Linked DNA regions of Mus musculus: region 1 is linked to region 2. A link is a contact called in public HiChIP or PLAC-seq data. All regions are on one chromosome and are shown on one strand. Each heading gives the region's core, a stretch centred on a gene start, on an enhancer-like site or on the middle of the called end of the contact. The rest is flanking DNA. Distances are from core to core; before and after follow the strand shown.

Region 1 (3,050 bases), core at 167-2,666, 180 kb before region 2:
GTTTAGAGGGCTGTGCTGGATCATGAGACCCACCACTCACCTCCCCCACCCTGTAACTTTGAGGCTCATTATGAATTATACAACCTCAGCTTGTCCCTCATAAGCCAGGGCTCTGTGTCTGTGTAGCATTCTTTACCCAGGGAAGCAGTTCAGCAATGCTGCCTGTCTGTCTGGTGGTGTCTATCTGGGTCTCATTTGGAACTGAACTCCAGTGGGGAAGGGTGTTTCTTTCCTATGTGCCTAGAGCCTTCAAATGGAACCATCTGTGCACCTCAGGCTCCTCTCATGAACAGGTACTTCAGCCAAATGCCCCAAGGTTTCTGCAGTACAGATGCTGTGTCCAGACCCCAGTGACTTCCTAGCCTCACTTCAATCCCAGCTGTCAAGCTTGTGTTTTAAACGCCTACTGGTCCCTGGCTGTTAGTGAGTTCTCTGCTTGCCCCCCATGCCACAGCTGCTGTGGGTTTGCTACAAAGAGGTGGAAACATCTGAGTTGTGCACTTTCTGACCTGAGTGCCCAAAAGTCATGGAGCAAGGCTCTGCCACAAGAGGATTTCAGGAATGGTAAGGGCAATAGGCTCTGGCCCCACACTGTGAATAGGGACTGTCACACAGTGTCTTAGTTTGCTTCCTATTGCTGTGATGAACACCATGACCACAAGCAGCCTAGGGAGGAATGGGCTTGTTTGGCTTAAAGGTTACAGTCCATCATCAGGAAGTGGGCAGGGACTAGAGGCCTGAACCTGAAGGCAGAACCTGAAACAGATCATGGGGGGAAACATTGCTTAATGGCTTTCTCCCCATGTCTTGCTAAAAAGGCTTTCTTATACAACCTAGGACCACTTGCTGAGGGCAGTGGGCCACTGGGCCCACCTATATCAATCATTAATTAAGAAAGTGCCCCCACACATTTGCCTACAGAACAATCTTATGAGGGCATTTTCTCCGTTGAGGGTCTCTCTTCCCAGATGACTCTAACTTGTGTCAAGTTGACAGAAAGCTGAGCTGCCCACATGGTGATGGGCCTGAGTGAACAAGCAAAGTGACAGAGGGCAAATCTGAGTGTGGGTGGTTGGGGAAGGCGGGCAAACAGGAGCATCATAGAAAAGACTCAGGCCCTCTCCCTGGCTTCACAGCTACACAACGGCTGCCGAGTCTCCCATAGTCCAGTGTTTGGCTTTCTAGAACATTCCCGGTTCTGGAAACCTTCAGGTTGAAGAAACACTCTGGGCTGTCACTGGCAGTGCAATATTCTGACAATAGCTTTTACATCCTATGAGACCAGAACTTTTGCTGGACCTCACAGCCAAAGTTAATAATTTACCTTGAAGTCACTTAAGACTGCTAGCCTACTGTGTACTCAGCCTGACTGTTTAGCCTGCCTTTAAGAGAACAATGTATCAACAATCTTACTTGCCTTGAGTTTCCCACATAATCAGTTTTTACAACCTAAGTTAAAGTGTAGCTGCTATCTTAAGTCATGTACTCCTGCTTGCTCCTGACCCAGAACAATGCATGTGTATCAACTCCCTGAAAGCAGCAAATATATCAACTGAAAGCAAATTTCCTAAAATCTACCATCCATCTAGGGGCATTGGTGGATAAACAATGATATTTGTTATCTGGGTCAGTTGGGACAGTTGGAGCCAGCGACTTAATCTCTGTAAAACTCTGTTAAAGATTTCTATGAACTACCACATGCCTTCCCTCATGTGATGCCCTCTCTGCTGTTCAATACAGAGCAAAGCCCTTTGTTAAAAGACATATATCAGCCAGGCGGTGGTGGCGCACGCCTTTAATCCCAGCAATCGAGAGGCAGAGGCAGGCGGATTTCTGAGTTCGAGGCCAGCCTGGTCTACAGAGTGAGTTCCAGGACAGCCAGGGTTATACAGAGAAACCCTGTCTCGAAAAACCAAAAAAAAAAAAAAAAAAAAGGCATATATCACAGACAGAGTAGAGAAAGAGAGAACCATAGACACACACACACAGCTCATACAACAGACATCACACACACAGACATAGACACAGGGACACACAGATTCACAAACTCTTCAGGCAGGCCCAGATTCGGACTCCCACAAGCGATGGACAGAAGATGGATGGCAGGGAGCATGAACTAGAAAATACAAATCTGCACTCCTGTGTAAACCACTCCAAGGGGAAGTGGTTTTTTTATTGCTTTCCTTTAACGTGGCACGAAGGCATTACCCACTGGAGTCCATCACTAATGCATTACAATCTGTGCACAGCACCACCCTGCAGACTGGATGCGATTCTCCCTTCCCTTCCCTGATATGACATATGAAAAGCACCCTCTAACAGCATGAGGTGGGACGCTGACCTCCAGGACTCCAATCCCACAGCTTCCGTGCCAACACTTATTCTGCCATGAATGATTAGTGTGAGGATCAAACACTCTGCATGGAAAATGATCAACACCCACCCTGTGCTCATGTGACTTGTCCACTGATTACACTAGCACAGAAATACATGTCTAGTATCCACCACCGTGCAGTAGGTGACTGGCAAAAATGGGATATGGCTTCAACTGAAGAAGTCAAAGGGACATATCTCAAGACAACAGACTATATTGCAATCTAAAGGACTATTGTATTTGGGGGGGGGGTGTCCAGTGCTGGAATGATCCCAGGTCCTTGCACATGTTTGGTGAGTGGTCTACCACTGAACAAATTCCTCAGTCCTCAGATTAATTTTTTATTGGGGGAGGAAGGATAGGAACAGAGTTTTGGATCTTGGGCCTCATGCATGCCAAGCAAGCACTCTATACCCCTGAGCTGCAGCACACAAAAGATTTTGATGAGAGGGATTGGTCTGTGCAGTGCTGTAAGCTCAGGTTCCCATCTCACGTCAATGTCCTGAAATCGTAAATCTGGTATCCAAAATCAAAACGGTACATGTGCGGTTTGTGAAAACGAACACTAGATGGCAGCATTCCGGCAGGATGAGCTGAATCTGCCCAAACTCCCTGCTCAGGTCGTCCCATAAGGCCACACAAACTCGAGACCCTCAGGTCATCTGGAATGCCTCAG
Region 2 (3,123 bases), core at 69-2,568:
AGGATGCCAACTTTTTTAGTGGACTAAAGACAAAGGCAAGAAAAACAATGTGGGTCTGGGTGTCTAATCATAAGACTCTGAGACTTACTGGATAGGAAACGTCTTAGCCTCATCAGGCAGAGCCTTACTTAAAATTAACGGAGATGCCCACAAGCACCCTTGTGGCCCAACACAACTTTCTGGCTTTTTTTGAATTACTGCTGATTATGCTGAAAGGTTTGAGTTGAAAGCCCGAACTTAGGGGACACACAAAGATGAGAGGTAAAGTTTATGGGGAAATAATCTGTCCGTATATTCAACAGACTTAAACCCGACTTCAGGTTACAAACATCGTTCCTTAAATTAGAGGTCTCTGATCTTTTACAGAACAAATCCCCAGTCTGAGACTGACGACAAGGAAGGAGGGGCACGCATTCTACCACCGTTCCGATGTTCAGTGTTCAAATCCTTCTAGTGAGGAAACAGGGATAAGGTGCTTCCCTTTCCACGTCGCATCTAGGAGCCGGGGGCACGGAAAAGAAGCAAGTCCTTAGAGGAGTCGGAGACGGCGCTGCGAATAAAGCCAGCTCGTCCCTCCCGCGCCCCGGCATGGCTGCCGGAGCCTGTTGCCTTTCCAGGCTCCGATCCCCCCCCCCCCCAAAGGCGGGAAGAGGATCCCCCAGGACCCTCGGAGGCTATGTCCGTGGCCGCTGCCAGCGACAACACCGCGTCCCGCACCTTCCGACCCGCTAGGCGCGCTTGGGGGGAGGGGGGGGGCAGCCGCAGGCCCGAGCTCCAGGCCCCGCATCCCGCGCCCCGCCAGCGGCCCATCCCGAGCACAGCGGGGCGCAGCCCTGGACACCCAGCCTCGTCCCGGGGCGCCGGCTGCTCGCGCCCGGGCTCCCCGCGGGGCGCCTCACCTGCTTGCCCCGGTAGAACAGGCGCTGGCACTCGGGCCTTACATCGAAGAGCGCCCAGACCCGCTCGCGCAGCTCCTCGATGGTGGCTTTGCGAGAAACGTCCTCGATGGTGCGCGTCTGGGAGCCGTCGATGGTGCGGACCTGGATCCACATCGCGGCGGCACGGGGACAGGGGACCAAGCCCCTTTGTCTGGCCCTGCGCTCGGGCCGCCGCGCCGCGCCCCGCCCGGTCCCCGCCGCCTCCCCGGGAGGATCCGGTTCTCTGCGGCGGCGACTCGGCGAACGCGGGTGCGGGCGAGGACTGACGCTCTTAGACCGCGCGACCGCCCGCCCGCCCCTCCTCGGTGGAAGGAAACCGGAACCCGCCCGAGGTGCGAGCGCAGCCCGCGCCTCACAAATAGGAAGGAGCCATGGCTCGGCGGCGCGCACTGTTTACTTATAGAGATGCAGCTCCCACATGGAGGTCACGGCGCCAACCCGGATCTCGCGAGATCCACGCGGGGCTCCGCCCCACGCACAGCCTGGGGGGCGCTAATATGGGAGGGGGCGGGGCCTCCAGAGCCGTTACTCGGAGGAGGGCGGGGTTGGGCAGGCTCGCCGAGGCCAGCTCGCCCTGTGCCCTCGTTGTCGTTGGTCACCTCGCAGTCTCCTGAGGCCTAGACTCCATGGTCTCAAAAACGCACGAACAATAGCTAGCCGTGCTGCGCGCTGGCGTGAGCAAGAAATGGGGATGCAGCCTACGTTCCCGAGACTTCACACCAGGGTGTGCGCCCGCCACGCGGCCTCTCCCGGGGCGCGTCGGCTTGATGGACGTGCTTCCCGCCGAGGAAACCCGCTTCCGGGAGGCCCCAGGGCAGAGGCCTCGCACCCACGTTTCCCGACCGGAGAGCCGGAGCGGGAGCTGGACCTGACCGAGTGGGCCTTCTGCGCTAAGGGCGCCTTTAGCCGCAGGGATCCTGGCTTTGCAGGACTGTACACCTCCGATCCAAAAATCCGGAGATCCCAGGGCGGGATACGGCCCCCACACTCAGGGGACCCATCCAAAAATGGAAGACTTAAGAGAGAAAGCAAAGCAAACGCATTATCTTACATTCACCGGTATCCGTAATGTCAGTACTAATCATTCCCATGAGGATAAGAGGCACAACTTTGTAACAACCAAATTGATTAGTCAAGATGGCCTAAATGGAAATACAGGAAGAGTGAAATGTGCGTCAGCTCGAGATATGAATATATATATATATACCTAGAGCCTCTAAGTTACCTCGACAGCTTCCTAGTTAACTAAAACATTTAGTTGATAAGGCAACAGATACATCTGAGAACATCTAATCTGACCCATGAAGGGATCAACTATTTGTTGTTACAAGGATATGCTAGGGTCTCGGGCTGTTATTCGTGGTGCACTGCCAACGGTGTGCTGCAGTCTGAAGCCTTGAGTCTTGGGCTCACGGGTTGGGACGCGCGAGAATTGCAGTCTTTCTGTTTAACTGTGATCTTGAACAAACTGCTTCAATTTCCTCCAGGTAAAATAGTGCTCATAAACACCGAGGGAATGTTAGCTTCCTTGCCACTCCCTTAGTAGCACACAAGAAGGTATTTTAGAGCTTTTGTTATTAAGAGAATTTAGATAAACTGGGAATATTCAAAGAAGATAGGGTGCTTAAGCAAAGACTGGGAGTGCATTTTCACACATCAGAAGACACTACACTTCTGAGAGAGGTTGACTAAATAATGAAGGGCAAGTGTGAACATTAGCATTCAAAGACTTTTGTAGGCCTCCCGGGGAAACCTGGGCTTTTTGAAATGTGCATTGATGTGTTTAAGTATTTAGAATGACAATAGAACAGAGTGCGGAAGGAGGCCTTAGGGAAAAAAGCAAGCTGTGGGAAGGTGAGAGAGGCTGAAATTTAGCCAAGAGCCAACTGTTGTCCATTTTGGAAAAATTAGAGATAGTGAGAAGAATAAATTGTTGAGTGTTCTAGGAAACCCAGCTCCTGAAAGTTGTAGAATTTGTGAATGTGAAAAGGGAAGAAAATGGAATGAGTTCCATTTGAGTTGTGTGGCATTTGAAATATATCTCAAATGTGCCTACAGTGGAGATGCCTGGTAGTTGAAAAGAACTGTCTAAGAGAGTGAAGGGAAGAAGGAGTTTCTGAGAGGAGGAAAGTCTTTTGGCTTGATAGAGATGCCTACATTTTGGCGAATAGAGAAATAGGTGGGG

The links. HiChIP or PLAC-seq counts read pairs in DNA pulled down with a chosen protein or histone mark.
Region 1: an H3K27ac HiChIP or PLAC-seq map of extraembryonic endoderm stem cells shows a contact between it and region 2. The contact joins the enhancer-like site here to the promoter of Uhrf2 in region 2. A contact is called at or near these places in 1 of 39 promoter capture datasets (the 3T3-L1 cell line), 14 of 484 Hi-C or Micro-C datasets (adipose-derived mesenchymal stem cells, cerebral cortex, cortical neurons and 3 more) and 6 of 115 datasets of contacts at active chromatin or transcription factors (bone marrow-derived macrophages, embryonic limb bud, embryonic stem cells and 2 more).

What each region holds. Positions count from the first base shown.
Region 1 is chr19:30,205,492-30,208,541 of GRCm38.p6, reverse strand. No RefSeq gene overlaps it. Among named protein-coding and RNA genes, the nearest start is that of Mbl2, 26 kb to the left of the region's middle. Within about 2 kb of position 1,416, at least 6 of the 459 cell types and tissues checked have an H3K27ac peak or open chromatin away from gene starts, as enhancers often do. A contact at or near this core is called in extraembryonic endoderm stem cells, where this site is marked.
Region 2 is chr19:30,028,708-30,031,830 of GRCm38.p6, reverse strand. It overlaps Uhrf2 (ubiquitin-like, containing PHD and RING finger domains 2), which reads right to left and starts at 1,318. Exons shown (of 16, transcript NM_144873.2): 1 at 900-1,318. The coding sequence starts at 1,052.